Regions from separate parts of the Gossypium hirsutum genome. Here region 1 is linked to region 2. A link is a contact called in public Hi-C data. All regions are on one chromosome and are shown on one strand. The core of a region is the stretch at or near the end of the contact, and the rest is flanking DNA. Distances in the headings are between cores, read along the strand shown. Region 1 has its middle 11 kb from the start of LOC107950989. Region 2 holds the start of LOC107951048 (serine/threonine-protein kinase tricornered).

What was found. A called contact is a pair of places that touch in the nucleus more often than the background predicts.
Region 1: a Hi-C map of leaf shows a contact between it and region 2, with 2.9 times the contacts expected there. The contact joins the enhancer-like site here to the promoter of LOC107951048 in region 2. A contact is called at or near these places in 7 of 34 Hi-C or Micro-C datasets (callus, hypocotyl, leaf and 1 more).

What each region holds. Positions count from the first base shown.
Region 1 is chrA02:29,272,239-29,278,705 of Gossypium_hirsutum_v2.1, reverse strand. It overlaps the pseudogene LOC107950990. Among protein-coding and RNA genes, the nearest start is that of LOC107950989, 11 kb to the left of the region's middle. Within about 2 kb of position 3,420, at least 5 of the 9 cell types and tissues checked have an H3K27ac peak or open chromatin away from gene starts, as enhancers often do. A contact at or near this core is called in leaf, where this site is marked.
Region 2 is chrA02:28,842,051-28,848,323 of Gossypium_hirsutum_v2.1, reverse strand. LOC107951048 (serine/threonine-protein kinase tricornered) reads left to right here and starts at 2,686. Exons shown (of 14, transcript XM_016885939.2): 1 at 2,686-2,842; 2 at 3,152-3,411; 3 at 3,718-3,892; 4 at 4,168-4,251; 5 at 5,026-5,267; 6 at 5,594-5,831; 7 at 6,210-6,273. The coding sequence starts at 2,807.

The sequences.
Region 1 (6,467 bases), core at 2,171-4,670, 430 kb before region 2:
CCTAAAAAACCCTAAACCCTAATTTAATTATTTTTTTTATTTTTGTAGTTAATTTAATTAATTAACCCTGAACTCTAATTAAATTAATTTTCCCTTAAAAAATATTAAAAACCCTAAACCACCAAAAAACCCTAAACCACTAAGCCTTAATTTAATTGATTTTTTCTTATTTTCATAGTTAATTTAATTAATTAACCCTCGTTCATTAATTTTTCCCTTAAATAACACTAAAACCCTAAACCACTAAAACCTTAACCCCTAAAATAATCAAAAACCCTAAAAACCCTAAACCACTAAGCCCTAATTTAATTGATTTTTTCTTATTTTCATAGTTAATTTAATTAATTAACCTTCAACTCTAAGTGTTCATTAATTTTTCCTTAAAAAACCCTAAAAACCCTAAACCACTAAGCCCTAATTTAATTGATTTTTTCTTATTTTCATAGTTAATTTAATTAATTAACCCTCAACTTTAAGTGTTCATTAATTTTTCCCTTAAAAAACACAAAAAACTCTAAATCGCTAAAACCCTAACCCTAAAACAATCAAAAACCCTAACCTTAAAAACCCTAAACCCTAATTTAATTGATTTTTTATTTTCATAGTTAATTTAATTAATTAACCCTCAACTCTAAGTGTTCATTATTTTTTCCCTTAAAAAACCCTAAAAACCCTAAACCACCAAAAACCATAAACCACCAAAAACCCTAAACCACTAAAAATCCTAACCTTAAAAAAAGAGGCAAAATGCGTCCCTGGAGGAGCGATTTGTCCACGTCAGCACAAAGCACACCCTCAAGGAAGCGCTTTGTGCTGACATGGACAAAATGCTCCCCTAGGGACGCATTTTGCCGACTTCTCTCTGACGTGGATGCGCTTTCGGGGAAAATGGTCCTTTCCCGTAAATAATAAAAAAGTCGAACCATTTTTGTAATTAACGAAAAAAGGGCTTTTTTAGTAAATTGCCCTTTTATTTGGCTATTGGATTTAATTTCTTTTTACTTTGGACTTGAAGTTTGGGCTCTATTTCGTTTATTTTGACTTTGAATAATATTGGTACATTATTTAGATTTTAAAATATGAGTATTAAATTTATAAATTTAATAAAAAAGATAGCAATTATTTAATTATCAATATAATATAATAAATAATATAATATATTTTTGTAAATTAATATATATCACTTAATAATTTTTACATAAAATAAACAATTTAATTATTTTATATAAAAAAACTCTATTAAATAGATATAATTTATGAATCAAACAGTTAGTAAAGATAATAATATATCTTTTAATTTATAATTGATTTCTAAGAAGATGGTAAAGATTGTTGAAATATATCCACAATGAGATATTATTTGTTTTAAAATAAAGATTGCCCTCACTTTTAGTTTATAAAAATTTATATTTTTAATTTTTTTTATCAAAATCAAGTTATCCTTCGTCAACAACAGTGACAAATTCACTCATCACAGATACTGTTAAAAAAATAAATAACTAATCGTATAGCATGATTAAATTCTCAACCACATTATTAGAAATCCGCGGTGACACCTCTTTATTGTTTTAGGGCTCCTTTGGATGCCCAGTTACTTCCAGTGAAGCCCGTTTATTCTTGATTTTGGTGCAATCGCACCATATATACCTGTTTGGATGACAACAAATTTTGCCAGCGAAAGATCTTTCAACGCACTGGTGAGAAAGTTTTAGACTGGAGTGTCAAACACCAGTAAACAAAACGCAACTATAGTGGGTAATATTTTTACCACTTTATCCTTAATATGGGTGTGAAAATAAGACTTTTGGGTATCCAAATAAGTAAATTACAAATGTTATTATTATATAGCAATTAAATAAATTTTATTCTTTTATATATGTTGATGTAGTAAATATATATATTTATCATAAAATATATAAATTATATGTTTATTGTCATAATTATTTTAATATTTACTATAAATATATTTTAAAATAAATATATAAATAAAAGTTAATTATAAATAAGTAGATACATGAACTTTATGTAATGTAATTGTTTATTAATAAAATTTTTGTTTTAATATAAATAAAAATTTAATATATATTATTTAATATGGAATAATTATTTATTTTACATATATAATTTAATTTAATTTAATTTAATTTAATTTAATTTAATGTAATATCTTTAATAGTCATTTTTTATTTTCATCTCACCACTACAGTTGTGTTTGAATCCAAACACATACCCCACCGCTATTTCTAATCTCACCGTTACAGTATCCAATCTCACCGCCATAGTAAATAATCTCACCGCTACCACTATTTTGAATCTCACCAGAAGTAAACGCACCGCCCATCCAAATTAAGCCTTAGTTTGGATGGACGGTGTGTTTACCTCCGGTAAGGTTAAAAACAGCGGTGGCGGTGAGATTAGTTACTGTAGCGGTGAGATTGGATACTGTAGCGGTGAGATTAGAAACAGCGGTAGAGTGTGTGTTTGGATTCAAACGCAGCTGTAGCGGTAAGGTGAAAATGAAAAATGACTATTAAGGACATCATATTAGAATTGATATATAATAGAAGTTTTTAAATTATTTTACTTATATAAAATTATTAAAATATGTGAATTTATAAATTTATTTAATAAAATATTAAAATGTATCTTTTAATATTTTATTATAAATATTTTAATGAATTATATAATCAATTTAAATTATTTATTAGATAAAATGATAATAATTTTTAATTTTTAATTTTTATTATATAACCAATGTTTAAAACGAATGAAATCATCATATTTTCTTCCATATGCTCCATTCTTCCTTTGCCTTCTAAAAATTCTAAGTTCTGTTCTCCATTCTTGACAGTAGCTAAAAGCTTGAACTTCAAGCATTTTTCCTTCATATTTTACCCGGGTATAATACGTTGCTGCTGGTGCTCTGTTTGAAATTCTTACTTTACCCGGTTAAAGTGTGTTGAAACTCCAACATAGATAGCAGAATTTGCCCGCCAAATCTGAAAAAAATAACAGATTGATAAAGAAACTTTAAGGATAAAATGGTAAAATAATAAATGGAAGTTCAACCAGTGAGCTTATTGCTGCTGAAAGCTCCAGTTGATTTTTGGGATAGCAGTGTGGTGAGAATTGATTTTGGTTGCACTGAAACACTCAACCAAACATCTTCCCAGTGAGGTTGGAAGTCCAACTGCACCTCACTAGCTTTAAACGGTGAACCAAAAGAAGCCTAAACCTTATACTAGGCATTTTTGAGATCGAAAAAGAAATAGATAGTGAGGAGTGGGGACAAAATAGGTTAAAAACTCAAAAGGGCCGCTAAGCTAGTCTAATGTGTAAAACCCACATTGCACAGAGACGGGAAGCAAGGACTGACATCTCCTATAAAATAGAAGGGTCCCCAAAGACTATAGCCTGATACTTTAGGCACTGAACGGGATATGTTGAGTGGTCATTACTCGCAGGCTTTGCCAACACTTGGGCACTACCACTCCTATCTTTACCACCTGATCTCTACCTTGGAGGGAAAAAAGCACATCAATAATTCTAGTTTCGAAATTAAGTTTGTCATTCTTTTGGTAGGATACAAAGCAAATTGAGAAACTCTGCTGAGTTGTTTGTGGATTATTGAAATTATTTTCTGGAGAGCACTATTGGGTTACTATCTCCAAAACTACGAGATTTGAAGAGTTACTATTTGTAATTTTATTTATTTGTATTATTAAAAGTTAACGTAATTGATGGAATAGACACCATTTTTTAAGTATAAGATTAAAATATAATCTGACTCTTAATTAGACTTGTTAATAGGCCAGACCACCTAATGTGGGAGGGTTTGAGTAAAAATATAGGCTCGAAAAATGGATTTAGACAAAAAATAAGGTCTGTTTAAAAAACAGGCCGGTTCTTAGGTAAGACATTTTTAGCCCGGCTCGGCTTGAATTCACTAAATTCAATAAATTAATTTATTATTCAAATTATTCGAATTGTAAAATTTAACTCGACTCAAAACTGAAATTACTTATTTGAGTTGACTCGAACAACTCAATTCAATTAATTAGAAATTTGAATTTTTATTTTACTTTTTTGAATCAAATCAAATTTTGTTCACCTCTAACTCAAATTTGTTTGGATTGACTAATACCATACTGTTTCAATACGAAATTAAGTTTCATTTCGATTAAAATTAGATTTTACAAATATTAAAACGTGCTAATATCAATATATACTAATACCAAAACAAAAACAATATATCCACTTGTTAAGATGACTTGGGAAAAAAAATACCAATATACAATATATGGAAGGTATTATGTACACTCTAATGAATCTCACATATATTTAATAATAGAATGAGAAGAATGGGACTGTTAGGAATGAGACAAGAAGTGACATTCAAGTTGCGAGGTCTAAACCATCCATCACATCCAATATATTTGTTTTTGAATGCTTGCAACTCTTTCTTGCCCTATCAGGAGAGTTCCCAGCACTTCTACTTAATGCCCAAACTTTGATCCTTTTGTTTTTGCCTAAAGGAAATTCCTGACTTTTGCTGATTCCAGGAACCAATCTCCTCCCACTCACCTTGCTTAACAACTTCCTGTCTTGTTCTGACAGTTCAACCTTGCGGGGTTTAGTACCACTATTCAAGGATAGAAATTGCCGCTGCATCTTGGAGTGAAAAGGAGATCGAAATGTCTGAGGCTTGGACCCGTGATCTCTTTGTTTCACTAAGCTGATCAAATGATGAAGCAATGCCACCAATTCAAGGACGTATGCATCTGTTTTCGCTTTATCAGCATGATAAAGCGTCTGAAGGCCGGTGAGGGCAATATTTACCGCTGCGCTTCTTCCAAATTCATTGCTGTCAAACACCAGGAAACAGAATAAGTCCATTCACATGTGACAATATGCACACAGAGAGACAAAGAAAAGCCTTTCACTAACCCTGTGCTCGCCCATTCTCCAACCCATCCAAAACCTTGATGTGCTCTGTTGCAAAAAAAGAAGAAATATTACCTAGGAATTTTGGCTTAATTTCTCAAAAAAATTAAATCTAAACAAGCATAACATAACATACTTGGTTGTGTTTGTGGCAACTGGAACAAGCCACTGTAGTGTCTTTTCCATTTCATCCTTGACCTGTGATATTGAGCGCTACAGAAAAAAGAAAGCAATTAAGTGATAGTGTTCAAACAATAGATGAACTCAAGCAATGAAAATCAAAGACTATAGGAGTATGGATCACAGTTGAACTATTACCAAAACAAAAAGAAAAGAATGTATACCTCTTCCTTGGTGTCAATGGACTGCAATCGAGACCTTAAAGCTTTCTTAACAGTGGGTGGCAATCCATGATATAATGTGTCCCTGATATTAGGAGGAAGTGAGGCTGGTCGAGCTGCCTATAACATTGAGATTCAATTTATAACCCAAGCTGATGGATGGCCTGGACTGCAAGTGGAAATAAGGAAAAGAAGAGCATGGCGTAGACTTACAATGTTGTCAATCTGATGAATTACATTAGCATAGTGTAATGCAAGTCCACAAACACCTAATTTTTGAGAATTTTCACGAGTCTCCTTTTTGACTGATGATGCTGTTTCTGCCACGAATTGAAAATTATTTTGATAAGACATAGTAAAAAAACCAATTAAAGCGCATGATATTACCCGCATAATAATTTGATAGATTTGTATATACATGAATTACCTCCCAAGGCTTCGAAGATTGCTTGATGCATGTAAGTAACAATATCAACAAGCTTCTCCATGATCTGCAATGGAAGAAAAAAACCATTCGTCAAGAAAGGTTGCATAATGGTTCTCTGCCAATGCAAACATTTATTGCTTTATATATAAATGCCAAAACTGAATCATGCTGATACTCATAAAACGCAATCACCATTTCTAACATCTTAAAAACTATTGGAGAAGCTCCATGGATAACTATAAAGCAGCTTGTAGTTATGTACCTCTTCCAAAGTTCTAGACCAAAGAGATTTCTTTTTCAAACTCCTTACAAACTTTCTTTGTTGTTTTAGCTCACTTTGTAGAAGCATGAGATTCTCTCCTACAATTTGAAACATTTAGCTGTTAATAAAGTAGTTACACTCAATAGCAAATATCAGTCACACGGAAACGATAACATCGGAATGAACTAGGAGCTGTTAATAAGAAAAAATCAACCGTAACAAGTTCTGTCAAAATGAGAAACAAAAAGAGCAGCATTGCAGACTTTAGTAACTAGAATGAAATCATGAACAAATAATGATGAATGCAGTGACAGATAAACAAATAGTATCAAAATGAGAATAATATTTACTCTAACGTTAGCATATTTAAAGTATTTAGGATTAGTAATTTTCATTTTGGTGTAGTGTTCAATCACCCCATAAAATGACATTAAATAATCAACAACGGATCAAACTTTTGCCTACATCCATAGGCAGATAAAAGAAAAATGGA
Region 2 (6,273 bases), core at 1,437-3,936:
AAACAAACCAAAAATGGAATTTATTTTCCCAACAAACCAAATAAGAAAGCACCACCTTTCGATTTTGGGTTTTGGAAACTGATCACAATTGTTGAAGCTTTTTTGTTTTTAAAAGTTTTAGGGATTCAACAATTTGGTTCGTAAAAGTTTTAGATATTTCAAGAATATTTCGGAATGTTAATGATTTAAGGATTTCAAGATTTAGGGATTTTAAGATTTCAAGGATTCAACAAAGATTTTAAAGGTTTTAGATTTGGGGATTTCACTATTTGGGGAATTTGACAAGTTGGGGATTTTAGAATTTACGAAAAAAATTTCGAATTTGTGGGTTTGAGATGATTTGGGGGATTTAGGATTTTTTTTGTTTTATGTTCATTAAATTTGTTTAATTTTTTTGCCACATTAGTGTTATTATTTAAATGTTTGCAACATCATCAGTCAACTGGAATGCCACATAGATTAATTTTTTTGATCGGTTGTTGACTAACGGTCAGCTGATGGTTACCGTTTCAACTGGGTAGATGTCTGAAAAATCCGTTACGGTGATGGCTGAAATTAGAAAAAAAAAGAGGTTAGGGGCATATATCTAAAAGCCGTAAAAGTTGAGGGCTTTTTTGTAATTATGCCTTTTAATAATTCTAAGTTAGAAAAGGTAATTAATCTAACTCTTTCATGTTATAGTAATTAAACTTGTGAATTGTTGGTTTTTATTCTGTGTTTAGATATCCATTAGTTTTTGCATACTTAGTTAATTTTAGTTAAGTTAATTAGTTAATTCAATCTACTCCTAATTATTTTCATCGCCAATTTGATAAGTTTTTATTTTCACAATATTCGCCTTTACAGTCCCATGTGGAGATGATATTTTTTACTTACTACTTTATTACTTGTTGACGATTGTGTACATTTGCACATCATTCGAATATTTCGCGACATTCCATGAGATGATAAGAATATATATTAACCATATTATATGTGTTATTCTAATTATGTAGGTTAACATGATTATAAATTCTTATGCTTAACTTTTTTTTATGTGATGTAATTGAGAATGTTGTAGTAAGTATTGATGTTTTGATGGCATTTTGGTATGCTCGCTTTCAACAAAGTAAGTATAGTGAATTCCATTTGAACTTACTAAGGATTATTTGCTTATGCACTATTATTTTATGTTTGATTTTTTATTCGATGGGACTTGATTCTTAACTCAATTCGGGACATCACATTATCATCGAGGCCTACAATAGTATGAAGGTGACATATTTTTAATTGTGGTGTCTATATAAGTAAATATGTTAATTTCATATTACTTCGTCTTTGTGTTGAATGTTATTCAAATTTGAGCTTGAAAGTCAACATATTATTTCCCTAACCTATCCTTCTTTTGGTTAATCAATGATATACATGAATACTTTACTTTCAAGATCATTAGTTATGATTTGAAAGTGTTTTGTAATAGTTCTTATATACAATTGAGAGTACTTTAAGTAGGTTATATGCATAGTATGGATAGATGGACTTTGCAAAACATTTAAAGTGTTTATGGGTGAATTTAATGAGCACAGTCATAATTATGAATATGCAATGTTGCAACTATATAGCCCAATTTTGCGACTTCGCATGTCTCCTCGTTGCGACCTTATTAACTCAGTTAATCATGATGCAACATCATAAGTTTCTTGTCACAATGTCGTGCCTGTTTTAGCACTGCACTATTTTAAGTCGTTTTGACCTTTCGAAACTCGTTTTGGGTTTTGGTCAACTCCAAATAAATCCTAAATGATTTTAAATTATTTTTAGAACTTTCAATCTATCTAAAACATATTTTAATTATTTTATAAAAATGTTTTAAACATTTAATTCTTAAATAAATCCTAGATTTCTTACATATACATGCTTCGGTAGCATCTCTCATCCATACCAATAGTCTGGAACCGGTGAAGAGCATTACAAATAATTCACATTTTATTTATTTGAAAAAATTTGACTCGTTAAGACCAAGAAGTTTTTGAGGATGTTATACACATGGCACTCTTTCATTGATCCACATCTCAAATAGAGTTAGAAGTTAACACCACTAGATCGGAGTACTGGATTGATAACTAAAATAAAAATACATGTACCACTTTAAAACAAAGTTAAAGTTACAGGTACTACACTGAAAATTTTATTAAGGTAAAGTGGATTTTTTACCATTACCCCTTAATATTTTTCCGTATAAAACAATTCATTAAACCATCGTCAAGTTGAACACGGTTTCTAACCCTTGAAACGGAACCCTGGTTACTCCTTGATCTCTCCAATACGTTTTGCAGGCACTCGAAAACGCGTTAACTCCAATTTGCTCGCCTTCTATGCCAATCCAACGTGGCAGATCATTTAATCGTGCTTTCACGTTAGCCGGCCGGCTCAGGCATGTCTTCAACTGCCACGTGCCGTTTTAACTTCTTACAATTTGTCACTCGTTGCTTTCAGTACCAGCATTATCACCGGTTCTTGGTCCGCCCTTAAACCAACAGCAACTTCCTCGACAACGTCATCGTAACCTGCACGATCTTTAAGCTATAATTAAATTATCTTTTGGCAATAATACCCTCATAAGTCAGTTATTAACGCTCGATATAGATGGATACTATTGTAATATCAGTACATCCAATTTAATGAAATACTAAATGAAATTATTCAATTAGATTTTTAGTACGCATTCTTTCTTCACTGAAATTTTTAGTTTTTACATTCCTCTTTTTAGTTGTTTTTTTTCTCAGTTGAAGTGAAACAGAGGATTCTGTTTTGATGATTACGCTTCATGGTTGAAAGGAAATTATTCTCTTATTTTCCTGAGGTAATTTTTCCGATTTAATTGAAAATTTGGTTTTTCATTATCGGATTTTTGTTCTAATTTTTGAGATATCTATCATAAGAAAGGCTTTACAGAGGAGTGCAATAGAGTAATCAATATGTCATTTTATGAATCTGAAATACATTTCTTTATTCCCCTTTCAATTTAATGGCTAACCTGGATTCTCTAACCGAAAAATGCTTGTACAAGTCGAAGAAGACAAATAATTCGATTGTAAACTATTTTTATTGGTTTTTTTAAAGAAGTTATTAGAAATTATTTATATATTTATTTTGTAGGTTTTTTTAATAGTGTTCGTGTTGTGATTGGGGCTTGTTGATAATGGATTCTGCAAGGAGTTGGTTTAAGAAATTCCAACATAAAAATGAGAAAGTAGAAAATTCACCAAAGAAAAAGAAAGATTTGGAAAATGCGAAGTATGCACATAAGCCTCCCATCGATGGGGCTGAGGCGCCTTCAACTGCCACCAAACAGAAGGCTGCTGCTGCCAAACAGTATATTGAGAACCACTACAAAGCACAGATGAAGAATTTGCAAGACAGAAAGGAGAGGTAATTTGCTAAATACTAGCAGTAAAGTAGCACATCTTGTATGACAAGATTGCCTTGCATATTGTAACTCGTGTCAGTACTTGAATTACTTTTGTAAAAGATATGTTGTGCTCCACTATCTATGCTAGGCGCCTTGCTTAGATATTTTATGTTTAGAAACAAATGAATTATGCTGGGGAATTCCAGATCATATGTATATAAATGGTAGTTTCTCTGGTATGGGATTTCTTTTTCATTATTGTTTCTCTTGGTGTTTTATCATTTCGGTTGAACTGTTTTCCTAACAATCATCTCTATGGAATATAGACGTTGGATGTTAGAGAGGAAACTTGCTGATGCTGACGTTACTGCAGAAGAGCAAATGAATATGCTTAAGTTTTTAGAGGAAAAGGAAACGGAATACATGCGACTTCAAAGACACAAGATGGGTGTTGACGACTTCGAACTTTTGACCATTATAGGGAGGGGTGCATTTGGGGAGGTCTTTCTCTACTTATTTTGATGGTTTCGTATTTTAATTTTACTTTTATTATCAGTGATACTTTTTTTCTTTTGGTAGATAGTCATTTATATATGATTTGCAATGTGATGCATGTAGTATTTGAATTTCTCCAATATGAATCTCCACATGGAAGTAAAATATTGTTTACCCCTAGCATCAGTGTTCCAATATTTTCATCTTTGTGTTTAATGGAAAATTACATGATACTGCATTAAATTATTTTTTTCATTTCTGGTTCTGCTGTCATCATGCAGGTAAGGCTTTGTAAAGAAAAAGCTACTAGCAATGTGTATGCCATGAAAAAGCTTCAGAAATCAGAGATGCTTCGCAGAGGCCAGGTACTGCTTGTCTGTAATGTTTTTCCTGATTCATTACACTTCCTTAGAAACAGAGAAGTCGTGTAAATGGAGTAAGGGTTTTACTTTACTCTGTTTTGAGTTGTCTACTAGCGGAGGGAGAAATAAAAAACTACCAGGTCCTCTCTCAAATTCACTTTTTTTTTTTTTCAAATTGGGGGGATAAGACCAGATTATTATTTCAATGATTTCAGCTTGTGCTCTTCCCTTTTCTCTTATTGCTTCTATTTTAGTAATGTTTTATAAATAATGATAAAGTGGTAATTGTTCAAAATTGCTGCTAATGATTTTTGATATCATTTTCTAAACAAGATTCGGGAAAACTATTTCCTATGATGTATAATATTCTCTTTATTCAACTTCGTAGCCTATTCTTTTTCCCTTCATATTTCCAATCACGCTGTTAAAATGAAACTGGTTGCATAGCTAGTAAGAAATAACTCAGTCAGTTAATTTTTGGGCTGCTATTTTGTTACATGAATTTCTATTTTATTCTACTTTTCCAAGGATCAATGTGCCCTGGAACCTATTAAAAAATTTCACCCAAATTAAAAAATTTGCTGCCTGATTTATTCAACCTTCATTCTGATCTTGTAATAGATGACAAATTTACATTAAAGTTGTTAGAAACAGGGTTAGGTTGGGAAGAGAAGTAATATAAAACTTATTGGAGATTTAGTTAACTACTGCTTTGAAGCATGAAGGCATTGTCCTTTGTAATTATTTTTCACATTTGTGCTTCTTCTCCCCTTCTAGGTCGAGCATGTTAAAGCAGAAAGGAATCTCCTTGCTGAAGTTGACAGTGAATGCATTGTCAAGCTCTATTGCTCGTTTCAAGATGATGAATATTTGTATCTTGTAATGGAGTATCTTCCCGGGGGTGACATGATGACGTTACTGATGCGGAAGGATACCTTAACTGAGGATGAGGCGAGGTTCTATGTTGGCCAGACTGTTCTTGCAATTGAATCCATCCACAAGCACAACTATATCCACAGGTTTTCTATCTTTCTTGATCATGTTCCCATGGGATAATTTTCATCTGCATGCTGAACAATCTAAAATTCTCCCGTGGTTCATTGGTTTTCACCATTCTATTGACTTCTTATAGTTTATTATAGCATATGGGAAAAAAGAGTAGTTTACTGCCCTTTGGACATAATTTTGCATTTTACTGGTTTACCATACGAATATCCAAACCTGTTATATATGTTTTCAGGTAAGAGTGTTATTCATTTCTCTCTCTACACCCTTGTAGCCAGAGAAAGGAAAAGAAGGAAAGATAATAGTTTAACATCTTTACATTTTTGTCTTTTCTTTGTAGGGACATCAAGCCTGATAATCTATTGCTTGACCGTAACGGCCATATGAAACTCTCGGACTTTGGATTGTGTAAGCCTCTTGATAGTAGTAGCTTTCCTGACCTTAGGGAGGATGACCATGGAGGGGGGAGAAACTTAAAACCCTCAGCGGAGAGTTGTAGACATTCTAATGTTCCCACAACACCTACGCGGACGCAACAAGAGCAGTTGTTACATTGGCAAAAGAATAGGCGAACATTGGTATGCTTTTTTACTTCCACAAATGGTGTCTATAGGTTGTAAAGAAGCTTTGGTTAATTGCTAAGATTGGATGCTGTTTGTATTGTTTTCCTTTATTTTGATTGAAAAGTAGAGCTACAGGACTTGTATTTCATGCTTTAGCAAACTGTTTTTGGCATCTTAAGCTAGCAAAATGTGCTTTTGTTGGCAAAGGAAAATCTTAAAACATTCTTCAATCTGACATCTGTTTGGGAGGCCCTCTAATCACTAAAAAGTGTGCTGGTCATTCAAGTGAATTGAAACTCGCCCTCTAGATCCAAAGAATGAACCCTGTGCTGTTAAGGCACCTTTACCATGTTCAACTTTCTTTTTTTAATGGTTTTGCAATATTCTATATAGGCTTATTCAACAGTTGGCACCCCTGACTATATTGCCCCTGAAGTGTTGTTGAAGAGAGGATATG